2 separate regions of the Bos taurus genome follow, and region 2 is linked to region 1. Evidence: chromatin contacts called from public Hi-C data. All regions are on one chromosome and are shown on one strand. The core of a region is the stretch at or near the end of the contact, and the rest is flanking DNA. Distances in the headings are between cores, read along the strand shown.

The links. Hi-C and Micro-C count contacts between places; a contact is called where the count stands out from the background.
Region 2: a contact with region 1 is called in a Hi-C map of skeletal muscle, with 5 times the contacts expected there. The contact joins the promoter of EXOC7 here to the enhancer-like site in region 1. A contact is called at or near these places in 2 of 11 Hi-C or Micro-C datasets (skeletal muscle and an unstated tissue).

What each region holds. Positions count from the first base shown.
Region 1 is chr19:55,436,148-55,442,569 of ARS-UCD2.0, reverse strand. It overlaps QRICH2 (glutamine rich 2), which reads right to left. Exons shown (of 19, transcript XM_059878630.1): 15 at 5,849-6,052; 16 at 4,859-5,006; 17 at 4,460-4,547; 18 at 3,406-3,531; 19 at 1-1,967. The coding sequence ends at 1,786. Among named protein-coding and RNA genes, the nearest start is that of UBALD2, 9.7 kb to the left of the region's middle. Within about 2 kb of position 2,434, at least 18 of the 102 cell types and tissues checked have an H3K27ac peak or open chromatin away from gene starts, as enhancers often do.
Region 2 is chr19:55,557,187-55,563,608 of ARS-UCD2.0, reverse strand. EXOC7 (exocyst complex component 7) reads right to left here and starts at 2,739. Exons shown (of 18, transcript NM_001034250.1): 1 at 2,618-2,739; 2 at 2,368-2,433; 3 at 821-1,005; 4 at 538-643. The coding sequence starts at 2,677. LOC104975134 (a long non-coding RNA gene) reads right to left here. Exons shown (of 3, transcript XR_009491808.1): 3 at 6,110-6,422.

The DNA.
Region 1 (6,422 bases), core at 1,185-3,684:
TCCTGCTCGGCAGCCCGGGCCTTGCTGTCGACCAGGCCTGCAGGGTCTGGATGTTCAGACCCAAAGTGCAGGAACACCTGGGGGTGCCCCAGCTGGCCCACCCTCCTCCTGGGCCCTCATGTCTTCATGGGGTCACTGCGGGCAGCCCCTCCACGAGTGTGGAGCAGGACTGGGGCACAGCTGCCCTCGGCTGCTGGCTCTGCGTGTGACCACGTGCTCGAGGCTGGGTTTGTCCTTTCGGTTTTGTTTCCTGGTTGGAGACCCGTGGGACTCCTCCCACCCGCACCCCTCACTCTGCCCACCTGTGCTTTCCCAGGCTGGAAGGGGAAGCCCCTCGCCGGCACGTGGGCGGCCAGTGCTGGTTGAGGGCGGGCGGGCGGCCCAGGTGCGGGAAGGCGGAGTGGGGGCCTCCTTGTCCTTTCAGGGGCATCGGTGGCGGGGGGGGGGGGGGGGTGGGGGCGCCTGGCTGCTCCTTCCTCCTCCCCGCCAAGCTGGTGAGTTTGGATTCTAGGCCAGGACACTGAGCAGAGGAGGGCCTGGGCCTCGCCTACCTCCCGCTTGCAGAGCAAAGGGTGCCAGGTGCCCGCTGGGACTCCGGGGTTCTATGATGAATCAGATCTCAGCAGATGGGGAGAGAAGGGGGGTGCCCCTTCCCGTAGGGAGTGCCTGCTCCACCCATGACACCCCCAGCGAGCCCCACCCTCCAGTGAAACCCTTTTCTGGGCTATTTCCTGCCACGCCCTCCTGTGGCTCTGTGTTGCCCCTCCCCTCACACCCCTAAAGCAGGCCTCTCACTGGCAGAGGGGCCTGGGGTGGGGGGCAGGGAACCCCACCTTTGAGGAGGGGGCTGATGAGAATAGATCTGAAGGCAAAAAACTGCTTCCATGACTATCCGGGTGGGACGCAATTCTTCCCTTGTCCCTGGGGCTTTGGGGACAAGGGCTTGTCCCTTACGGTTGCCTCGGGTGGGCAGCAGTGAGCCCCCTCGTCTGTTGAGGCTGACACGGAGCAGGACAAGGGTCAGGCCTCAAGGCCGTCAGACACGGCCAGACTCCTCTTCTGGGGAGGGAAGGGGAGCAGGGACATGGCCTGACCCAGCAGCCCCTCTTGCGTCTGTGGCAGCTTCCAAGCGTGACCCCATGGACTGTAGCCCGCCAGGCTCCTCTGTCCATGGGATTCTCCAGGCGAGAATACTGGACTGAGGTGCCATTTCCTTCTCCAGGGGACCTTCCCAACTTGGGGATCAAACCCGCGTCTCTCGCATCACCTTCACTGGCAGGCAGATTCTTTACCACTAGCACCACCTGGGTAGGCCCCTCGTTTTGCAAGCCAGAGAAGATGGCAACCAGGAACCTTCCCAGGTGCTGGTGGCCCCATCTTCCCCAGAATGTGCCAGGAGCCTGCCAGCGGCCGCCCTTAAAGCTTTGCCCCAGGGTGCAGCCCGAGCATCTAAACCCTCCACTGCCCTGGGTGCTTACCCAGAGGGAAGGCGGTGCCTGTGCCAGAGAAGGCCTCAGCACCGGTCCAGCCAAGGTCGGGAGAGGGCCAACAACCCCTGCAGGCCTGCCAGTGCCCGGGGCCTGGGGTCTGGCCTGCGCTGCCGCCTCTCTGCCCTGGGTGCTATACTCAGTCCTCTTGAAGCCCTGGTGCCCTCAGAGAACAGCTGGCCCTGTTTGGGGGAGCCACGTACATCAGGCTGCAAGAAGTCTGCTGTCCCACCTGAACCAGGACCAGAGGAGCCTCGTGGCCCCGAGCTTTCTCCTAAGCGTTTATTTATAGCTCTGCTCAGTGAGCAGAGGTGGCCCGCGGCCCCCGGGTGGGCTCCTCGAGCCCCTCCCCAGGAGCGGCCCTGTGCACATCCAGCCCCGCTGGCAGGTTTGCCTCCTCGCCGGGCAGGTGGGCTGGGTTCGGCTGGGAGAGACGGCCCTCGGTGGAAACAGGTCTGTCTTTCTGATGACAGGAAGGAGCTGCGGGACAGGAGGGGCCCCGGATGGCTCAGGCTGACTCCCACGCCCACCGGCAGCCCACCTCGGCTTGCCCAAAGCCCCACTAACCAGGCTGAGCCAGGACATCATGCTGGAGGGTCAAGCTCTCCTACGAGCCCCTGAGCCACACTCCTTTATACTCTGAGTTAAAATAAGTCAGGGGCCAAGAGCCTGCCTCTTTGTTAACATTCCCCCTATTAATACAGGGACTGTTAGGGCCACACTGACTTAAATCAGGGCAGGAATTTCTCTTTTAAGACAGCCCCCGCTCCTGCTTCCGTAATGTGTCTTTGGAGTGGACACTGGGGTGCCAGGGAGAAGGAAGCTAAGCTCCCCCAAGAACAGTCCTGGGAGCCAGAGCCGCAGGCCGACGCTGTCTGCCCCCTGCTGAATCCTCCAGCCCAGGCTGTTTCCCTTTGTCACCAGCGCTGGTTCTGGGGCCAGACAGCTTGGCTTTGAGCCCGGCTCTGCTGCTTTCTAGCTGTGTGACCTTGGGCATGTACTTTAACCTCTCTGTGCCTTGGCTTTGTCTGCTGTAGGTGGGACCAGCAATGGTCCCTATCTTTTAACACGTGAGGATTCAAATTACTGATTCACACGTGTAAAGCTCTTCAGCAGTGAGGAACCCTTGGCAGAGGCGAGGCTGCACATCGCCACCACTGCACTGGTTTCTGCCTCCTGCAGGCACTGGGGGCTGGAACTGGAAGGCTTGGTGCAGAGGACCTCGGGCTGCGGCTCTAGACCTGGGTGGGGGTGCGGTGGGGCTCCCTGGGCCTCCAGCAAGTAGCTGCAAAGCATTGTGGGTACATAAGGTTTCATGAGAAGAAACTCAGCAGCTTTCTTAGACTTTGCAGGGGGCTTCCTAACTTAGCAGCCAGAATCCAGCACCCTTTTATTGACAGATGAGGAAACTGTCCAGGAGGAGGGGGAGATGTGCTCAGAGTCACCTGGAAGTGGTCTAGCCCCCTGGCTCCAGGCCAGTGCCCCTCTCTGGCCCCCATGGGTAGCCAAACCCCAGGGGAACACTTAGCCCTTGGGCTTTCAGGCCGGATTTGGCCCCTCTGGAGAAAGCATGGACGCTGGGGGCCTCGCAGGCCCAGGAGAGTCGGTGCGTGTGAGCAGTGGGGAAGGACTTGGGCCTGGAGCCAGAGCTCAGGCCGCAAGCCCGCCCCTGTTTCCTCTTCTGTGAAATGGGAGCAGTGACAGTATCTGCCCACAGACCTGGCACAAAGCAGGCGCCCGGGAGGGAAGGGTTTTCTCTCTCCTCCCTCACATCCCATCCCTCGGCTCCCAGGCCCTTCTTCTCTCCGGGGGAATAGGGTATATTCCAGCCACAGGCAGGAGAGGGGCCGGGCGGGGCAAGGAGGAGGGTCGGCAGACAGTGCCGCCCAGAAGGACCCTCCATCCAGGGAGGAGCTACCTGAGTCGCTGGCAGCCAGCGTCTGGGCGCTCTGAGGCCGCAAGGGCAGCTGGCCGCTGTTGCTGAGGGACTGCTGCCGATGCCCGTGTGGCCGGGACTGCTTGTTCTTGTGCTTCATCCCCGCGTCTGATGGGAGACGGAGAGGGGAGGCTCAGTTCTGAGACACACTCTGAGGGGGCCGTGGGGATGGGGAGAAGGGCGGCGGGCTGCTGGTCTCAGCCTGCCTCAGCGGGCGCCCTTCTCAGTCTGAATTCGTGGAAATGCCCTTTATAAGCAAGCACTTTGCTCATTGGAAAAGACCCTGATGCTAGGAAGGACTGAAGGCAAAAGGAGGAGGAGGCAGAGGATGAGATGGTTGGATGGCATCACCGACTCAGTGGACATGAATCTGAGCCAACTCAGTGAGATAGTGGAGGACGGGAGCCTGGCGTGCTGCAGTCCCCGGGGTTGCAAAGAGTCAGACATAACTTAGCGCCTGAGCAACAACAAGCACTTCATCCCCCTGTATGTCTGTCTGGCCATCTGTCCATCCATCCATCCACTTACTCTGATATCTACCCACGGACAGCAGCCCCATGCCAGGTGCTGGGTGAGTTCTGACCCTGGGTTTACAGTTCGGGAGGGGAAGTGACTAGAAAGATGCACACACACCTGCTAAGACCCAGAGGGAGGTGACAAAGCACATCCAGGATGGCCAACTGGAAGGGGACATTCCAGAACACGAGAGGTTCACAGAGTGTAGGGGCTCAGGAAGAGTTTTGAAGAGTGGGTGATGCTGGGATCAGAGGCTTAGGTGGAAAAACTGGGGTGACAGCCTGTGGATGAAGGCTGGCCAGAAAAGATGGGGCCACGACATTCCTGCTAACTGGCCAAGACTGGACAGCTGTCCCCCTCTGCAAACACTCACCTGGGGGCATTTGGAGTCAGGGAGGTGGAGGAGGAAGGCAGTCGGGGTCTGGTGGCCCCAAGAAGTGCTGGGGCCTCCAGGAGCCAGACAGACCCTGCGGGACCCAAGCAAGGAGCCCGAGGGCCTCTGGGCCATCTGGACACTCACTGTCTTTGTTCAGGAGGTCCGGCAGCCTTGTTTCCATCCGTCCCTTGTAAATATGTCCATCCAGGCCCAAGATGTCCACCTCGTCGTGCTGTGGAGATGGGTGGGTACCCATGGCCACCTGCCGCCTGAGCGCCCCTCCTGTCCCCTCTCTGAGTCAAATGGTGCTCAGAGCCCTCGAAGGGGCTGAGTGACAGGGTGAAGGGGATGGGCCAGATGGCCGGGAGGGCTGTCTTCTTCCCAGGAAAGGAAAAGAACCTGAGGCTTTGACTGGGTCTGATTAAGAAACTGCCCCCGAGGCTGAGGGCTGAGCAGGGGACTGCTGGCGGCTTTTCCGGAGGGACATGGGAGTCTGGGGGCCCCTGGGGGAGCCTCCCTGGAGGCTTCCAGGAGTATCCCCACCTTCATGGCGATCTGGATCTCCTCGGTGGGGTACAGTCCCTGCGAAAGGTGCTGCAGGCGGATGCGCCGGTAGGGGTAGGTGAGGGTGTGGCTGCCCCCGCAGGGCCGGGGCGCGGAGGAGTAGCTGTAATCAGCCATGTCTGGCAGCCTGCGGTGGAGACGGCGGAGTCACGGGGAGCGGGTGTGTCCCGGGACACGCCTCGATGGGGGTGGGGGGTGGGGTGCAGGTGAGGGGGGTGCTCCAGGGGCCACCGCTTAGCCAGGACAGGGCGGGGGGTGAGCGAGCAGGGTGGCCTCCTGAGGGACACACACACACACACACACACACACACACTCTCTCTCATACACACATTCACACACGTGTATTCACAGATCCTTAAACACACATTCACACATAAGTTCGCAGACATACACACATTCTCTCACACACTCAATGCACACACAGGCATTCACACATTCATGCGCACATTCACGCGTACACACACATTCATCTGCTCATACAGTATACATTTAACAGTGCTCTCACACTTGTTCACACGCATTCACACACTCACACATACACATTCACATACATGTGTTCACAAATTCTCAAACACATTCGCACATATGTTCACACATTCACAATACACATTCTCTTGCATTCTCTCAAAAACACACACATAAACATTCACACATATAATCACACCCACATTTTCATACACACTTACACGCACGCTCACATTCTCACAGACATACACAATCACATACTCTGTCCTACATGGAGGCCCCACTCTACACACACACACACGGACACACACTGCCCTCCCCGGTGCCCCACTCTACACACACACACACACACACACACACACACACACACGGACACACACGGACACACATTCTCTGCCCTCCCTGGTGCCCCACTCTACACACATACACACACACACACACACACACACACACACTCTCTGCCCTCCCTGGTGCCAGGCTCCCAGGCCCAGCCCGGCTGCCCACCGTTTGTAGCAGGGGGAGCTGAGGCACTGGGCCTGCAGCAGCTCGCGGATCATCTGGCTGCTGGCCTTGATGGAGCCCCCAAAGTGGATCTGCACCTTCTCGATGTCCAGGAGCATCTTGGAGTGCATGGTGCGCAGGCGCCCCACGCTCCGCTCCACCTGCCCCAGGTCCCCCCGCGGGAAGCCGCTGCTGCCCAGCTTCAGGCTGTGGGGTGCGGGCCCAGTGGAGGGGTGAGCCACGCCCCAGCACCCTCCCTGGGAAGCAGGGCCCTTTGGAGTGGGAGCCCCCTCCACCAAACCCCAGGGACCAGGGCCGGGCTTGCCGGGGAGGGTTTCCTGAGCCGAGAGCGTGGAGGAGAGCCAGAGAAGAGAGCAGCCCAGTCCGTTGGACCCCCTCGCACCCCTGGCCCCCGTGGGCTCCAAAGGCAGCTTTGAAAACCAGCCTTTCTGCTGAACCCCCGGCCTCAGGAGGTGGAAAGCTGTGGGGAGGAGGGCAGGAGCCCCTGAGGGCATGAAACACACCCCCTCCCAGGCCCAGTGTGAGCAGGGAAAGGGCCAGGGTAGGGGGGAAGTCT
Region 2 (6,422 bases), core at 1,490-3,989, 120 kb before region 1:
GAACTGTTCCCTTAAAGACGGTTAGAAGTGGTAATTTTTATATTATGTATTTTTCACTATACTAAAAAAATACCCATGCATTTATAAAAATCAAATGTTAAATTTACATTTCACAGGTAACTTGTAATGTGTGTTCTCTGGTGGCTCAGTGGTAAAGAACCTGCCTGCCTATGCAGGAGATCTCTGGGTTGAGAAGATCCCCTGGAGAAGGAAATGGCAACCCACTCCAGTATTCTTGCTTGGGAAATCCCATGGACAGAGGAGCCTGGCAGACTACAGTCCATGGGGTTGCAAAAGAGTCAGACACAACTCAGCAACTAAACAACAACTTATAATTTAGCTAAATTATTAAAATGCAATCAAAATGTATACCTGTAATTCCTGAAACAGAGATTTTAATGTCTATAGTATGTGCATAGTATTACATACTTCTCTTTATTTGACTATATTATCTTTTAGCTGGTTCAGTGTCAGTAATGAGACCCGGGCAGGGATTGGTGTCTGCCAATCTCTCACATCACTCTGCTGGCCCCTTACCACTTTGTTGAGCTCTGGGCTGTCTGGGCTATTGTCCTGGAAATACTCCACAGCCTTCTGAATCTTGGCCATGCTTCCCAGGTACTCCTCTAGCCTACCTGTGGGCCTGGAAAGGAGAAGAGCCACATCAGCCCGGGGCAGATGGAAGATGAAGAGGAATGGTATTGGAAATGGGAGAACAGAATTAACACAGGGGACTCCAGGCTTATACATATTCTATCCCCCTTCCAAAGCCTACTGGTCCAAGAGGCGTCAGGAATGTGACGCTCTGGCCCGAGCTCACCCTTCCCTGATGATCTTCTCAGTGTCACTGGCCACGTGGTAGTAGCTGATGACGTGGTCCAGACAGGACAGGGTCTTCTCGACATTCTCCTGCAGCCGCTGCAGGTTCTCCGTCTGCTTGTGCACGGGGATGATGGAGTTCTCCAGCTTCATAAGGCGACTCTCAAAGGATGACAGGATAGACACCTGCGGGGGCAAGCCCCGTGCTCTCAGGCCTCAGGGTTGTCCCAGCACTGCTTCGGCCCCCCAGCCAGGTCTTCGGCATTTGCTGTGGTTTTCTAGACAGTAGGCTCCAAGAGGAGAGGGAGAGGGTATACCTATTCCCCACTGTATCCCCAGGATCTACCACGTGCCTGGCAGATCGGAGGTGGCCCAAATAAACTGGCTGCAGTTTGATCTGAAGGCGAGGCAAGCATTATATTAACTCCTCAGAAAATCACCACAGGATGGCTTCCCTTCCACCCCTTAAAGCCAGATCTCAATTTATGTTCTCTCTGATGCTTTCCTAGACTGAACAGGAACTAGTTTCATACAGAGTAGCCTCAAATGCATTCCTGGTACCTTCAAACCTCCTCTCTCTAAGGCAATGGCACCCCACTCCAGTACTCTTGCCTGGAAAATCCCATGGACAGAGGAGCCTGGTGGGCTGCAGTCCATGGGGTCACTAAAGTCAGGCAAGACCAAGCGACTCCACTTTCACTTTCACGCATTGGAGAAGGAAATGGCAACCCACTCCAGTGCTCTTGCCTGGAGAATCCCAGGGACAGGGGAGCCTGGTGGGCTGCCATCTATGGGGTCACACAGAGTCGGACACGACTGAAGCGACTTAGCAGCAGCAGCAGCACTTGATGACTGTGTTACTGAATACATACCCACGTTTCTATCTACTACTCAGTTTGGGTTTTCCAGGCTCTTTTAGGAATAAGAAAGGAAGTTCATGTTTATTGAGTACCTATTGTATAGCAGATACCGTGCAAGAGGCATTTCCACGCATTAGCTTCTATGACCTTCACAGCTACATGGGAGATTAGCATCGTCTATTTTAGCAGAGGAGGTAACTGAAGCTCATAGTTACCTGTCAGGAGCCACACACAAATAAGTGGAGGGGCAAGGGCTAGATCCCACATCTGTCTGATTTCTGGCTCATTTTACCCCTCTGGCTATCTGGAGTGACAGCTGAGTCTCCCGCCCTCAGTAACCTCAGAAGTGGTAACCCCACCGGTGATACCCACACTTAAATTGAGGGTGACCCATGGCCAGTACCCAGCCCACTTAAGTCAGTCTCACTAAATGTTTGCAGAAGGAGAGAAAGAAGAATGGAGAACTCAGGCAGAAAGCAGAAATGTCGGGGGCTGCAGCATCCTCAGCGAAGGGGCAGGCAAGGGGAAGAGAGTGTAAGAGAAGTGTAACACTGTTGCTAGAGAAACCCAGACGTTACCACCCATCACCACCCAGGCCAGAAGCCTCGGGCTTTAGGTACCCAAACCCCTGGGTCGCAGGGTTCTCTCTCCAGCGTCTGGAGGCCCTCCCAGCTGAGGGGTTACTCACCATGTTCTTGGTGAGCTGGTCGCTCTTCTCCAGGCTGTCTCGGATGAAGGACAGCGTCTCCTCCTCCTGCAGAGAGAGGGGGGAGGACATCACCAGAAGCCAGAGACCACCGCATCCCGGCTCCACAGCCTCGCCCGGACCCGATTGCCTGGTACCCGGCCCCCTCCCACTCCTGCTACCTCCCTGAGTAGACGCCCGGCCCGGATCTCGGCCCCTTTCCTCACCTCCTTCCCCGCCTCCCCAGCCCCACCTGCTTCAGCTTGTCCTCGATCTCCCGCCGCCGGGCGGACGCCTCCTGCGGGGGGATCATGACTTCGACCCTCCCTGCGTGCGGCTCCCACAGCCCAGCGTCTCGCTTCCGAGGGCCCTCTCGGCTCCCGTCCCTGTCACACCCACTTCCGCCCGTGGCCCCCTCCCCGGGGCGCGCTTGCCGCCATATTTGGAGTGGCAGGCGGAAGTGCGCCTGCGTGGAACTAAGGGACAGGGGACCCCGGCAGGTGGCCATCTTGGGTGTGGCGGGGAGGTGCACCCGGGTTTCACCTTGATGCGTGTTGCCACCCTCAGGTTCTCTAGCGGTGTTTTGTCCCGCAGCTGGCACAACAGTTACAGCTCACTTGCCGTCTTCGTGGCAAGGCTGACTCTTTTCACAAAGATTAATAACGAATTCGTTTGTCCGGATCCAGGCACAGATGAGGCGTTCCCCCGCAAAGCACAGCACAGAGCTTGTCACACAGCAGGCGCCTAATGTGCACAGAGCTTGTCACACAGCAGGCGCCTAATGTGTGCTCATTTAATGACTGAGGGACCTATGTAGTCGTGTCCCCCTTCGGCCCTAAAAGTTCTCACGGAATGCGCCCTGTGTGCAAGCCCTGGCCCGGGCAAAGAATGCTCGCCCATGGCCCCAGCGGCATCCATAACTACAATCCCGACTTGCGAGGGGCTGGGCCAAATTCCTGGGGTAGGAGGGGTTCTGGGAGCACTCATCCCGGGGACTGGTATGGAACCGGAGAGAAGCTCCAAGCTCCACACTAAGGTGTCTGTTTTGGAGAGAGATACATGGTTTTATTTGCTGGGGGTGAGGGCCGGGCCGCGGGTAGAGTGTGGCTTCAGCGCTGTATTTTCCCAGGTCTGAAAACAGTGCAAGGGGAAGGCTGAAAAAGCCCAGACCTGTCCGCGGGGTTAGAACCCAGGTGGTGTTCTCAGTGGTGGAGGCGCTGAGGCCTGTTTGCGGGTACTCAGACACAAGAGGAGCGTTTCTCAGGGCCTCTGAGGACATCAGAAAGGCCTGGAGGGCTGGTAGGCACCCTCCTGCAAGGGGCCAAAATGTCTCAGCTCCTTTGCCCGGAGTCTCCTCTAATTAGTTCAGGGCCAGCCAGGGGTGGGGAAGTGGCCCTGGATCAGGGCTCCTGCAGGGATGAATGTTCTGGATTCACCACAGACACAGCTCCTGTAAAACCTAGTGTTACTCCCTCCTCCATTGCAGAGGCTCACCCTGCCTCTGGTCCCACCCTGGGGTGGTAAGTGGCTGCACAGCTTTGTTGAGGCATCCAGGTACTGGAAGATAGACAATGAAGCATATACTGGTGGGTGAGAAGGTTTGGGGGGCACCAAGTTATGGGGTTACCAAGGCTCTCCCAGCGGCCAGTTCCACAAAAGGAGGAAGAAGTGGGACTGAGCCCCTGGAGGGGGATTGGACAGCTTTCTTTCAGGGCGAGAGGACAGTTTCAGATCTGGTTGATGGCCGTGAAAGTACTGATGAAGAAAATATCTGGGAGGCGCACCCCTGTTGCAAATGAGGGAGATAAAAAGGCAGAATCCTTGTGTAAGGACAGCTAGGATGACTCCATTGAGGCGGCCCTTGTGCAGTCCTGAGAACCAAGTGAAAGGAAAAGTTTAAATTGTTAGCAGCCAGAGAAAAGAAAAAGTGGACTAGAGAGCTTTGGTGGAAAGGACTTTGGGCTCAGATGGACCAGCCCTAAGAGCCTCATTCAACACTTACCCCTTTGAGCAGCACCCAGCCCACAGCCGACACTCCAGAAAATATGAATAACATCATCTCAAGAAGAAATCCTTTATGGCTGTGAACAAATACTTTGAGCTTTTTAATATTCTCATTGCAATTTTGTAAACTATATACATGTGTGTTTTGTATTTTCTCAAATATCCTTCTCTAAGGGCAGGCTGCTTGCTCCTCCTGAGGAAAGCTATGACAAATCTAGACAATGTATTAAAAAGCAGACACATCACTTTGCAGACAAAGGTCCGTATAGTCAAACTTGATTTTTTCCAGTAGTCATGTAAAAATATGAGAGTTGGACCAGAAAGAAGGCTGAGCATGGAAGAATTGATGCTTCCAAACTGTGTTGCTGGAGAAGATTCTTGAGAGTCCCTCGGACAGCAAGGAGATCAAACCAGTTAATCCTAAAGGAAATCAATCTTGATTATTCATTGGCAGAACTGATGCTGAAGCTCCAATACTTTGGCTACCTGATGTGAACAGCTGACTCATTGGAAAAGATCTGATACTGGGAAAGATTGAAGGCGAAAGGGGACAGCGGAGGATGAGATGGTTAGATAGCAAGCATCACTGACTGAATGGACATGAATCTGAGCAAACTCTGGGTGATGGTGAAAGTCGGGGGAGCCTGGTCCACGCGGTCACGAGGAGTCGGACACAACTTAGCGACTGAACAACAAAGTGCAGTTTGGTAGCCAACCACCATGATCTGAGAGCCTTCTGTTAGCCCAGCTTTGTTACAGGCACCACCTTGCAGTAGCTTGTCTAATCTTCACAATAAACTTACAAGTCAGGCACAGCTGTTCATCTCCCTTCTGCAGAGGAGGAAGGTCAGGCTCAGAGAGGTCACAGCTGCACTGAGTCAACACAGCTGGCCAGGAGACTGCTGTGCTCTGCCTCCCCAGGCCAGGTAGCTCGGGACTTCTGCATGCTGTTATGCAAAGCTGTCAATCTGACTTTCAAGAAAATCCATTGTGAAATTGTGAATCCATTATTATATTTATAGCAGCCATATCTAGTAAAGAGTAGATACTAAAAGAATGAAAAGATGAGTTGTTTATTTTTTTTCAGGTGAGCTTTAACATTATTTTCACAACTGTAAGTTGAATGTCCTCCGTGTAAACTGGTTTGAATCACGGTGGTGGGGCGAGTGTTCCGCCCTACCCCAGGGCCGAGGCCAGGCTGGGCCAAGTGGGACACGAGGGGGCGCCCGATGCCCACTGGTGCCTTTCCACCGCGCCCCCTGGAACCTCCGAGAATGTCCAGCGGGTGCCAGAAAAGGAGGAGAAAGACCGAAGACAGGTGGATGGATGGATGGATAGAAAGAGAAAAGGAGGTGGCGGGGGGCGGCAAATGGGGCGCTGAAAAGGAGAGGAACGCGGGCAGCAAATAAATGAGGAAAACTCGAGAGGGCACGGAGGAGAGAACGTGCAGGAAGACGGGCACAAACCGAGGGCTGGGGGGCGTTCGGGGCCTTTCTGCAGGTGCCCCCTCCCCCTATTCCCCAAACCGGCGGGCAGCGGTGACGTCAGGCGCTGGCACCCACTGCACTTCGGCCCCGAAACTCTTGGCAACCGAGGACGCCAGCGGCCGGGCGGTTGGCAAAGAGGGAAGCCGGGCGCCCCCGCAGCCCCACCTCCGCGCCCCCGCGCCCTGCAGCCTCGGGCGCGCCCGCGCGCTCCCGAAGCCTCGTGCCCCAGAGGCGAGGCTCTCTGGGGGCCGTGTTCCTGAACGTGACTCAGCGCTTTCTCTGCGCCTCCGAGCGTCCCCATCCCGGGAGGCCTTGTGCTTGGGGGAGTGGAGACCCCAGCCGGATGGATGGACCCATGGCCTCCTTCTGCCTGCGGGCTGGGGCCTGGAATCACCCACACACAGGCCATCCTGCCAGGCAGGTGGATCATTGTGGGGGAGGGAGCAGGTTAAATCGTTTGTTCATTAAGCCCAGGGTTCCTGTAGGCAAGGAGAGAGAGAGGGGAGCCTTCCTTAAGGGGCTCACAGCCTAGACAGGGTGCCCTTCTGCTGGCTTTTTAAAATTTAT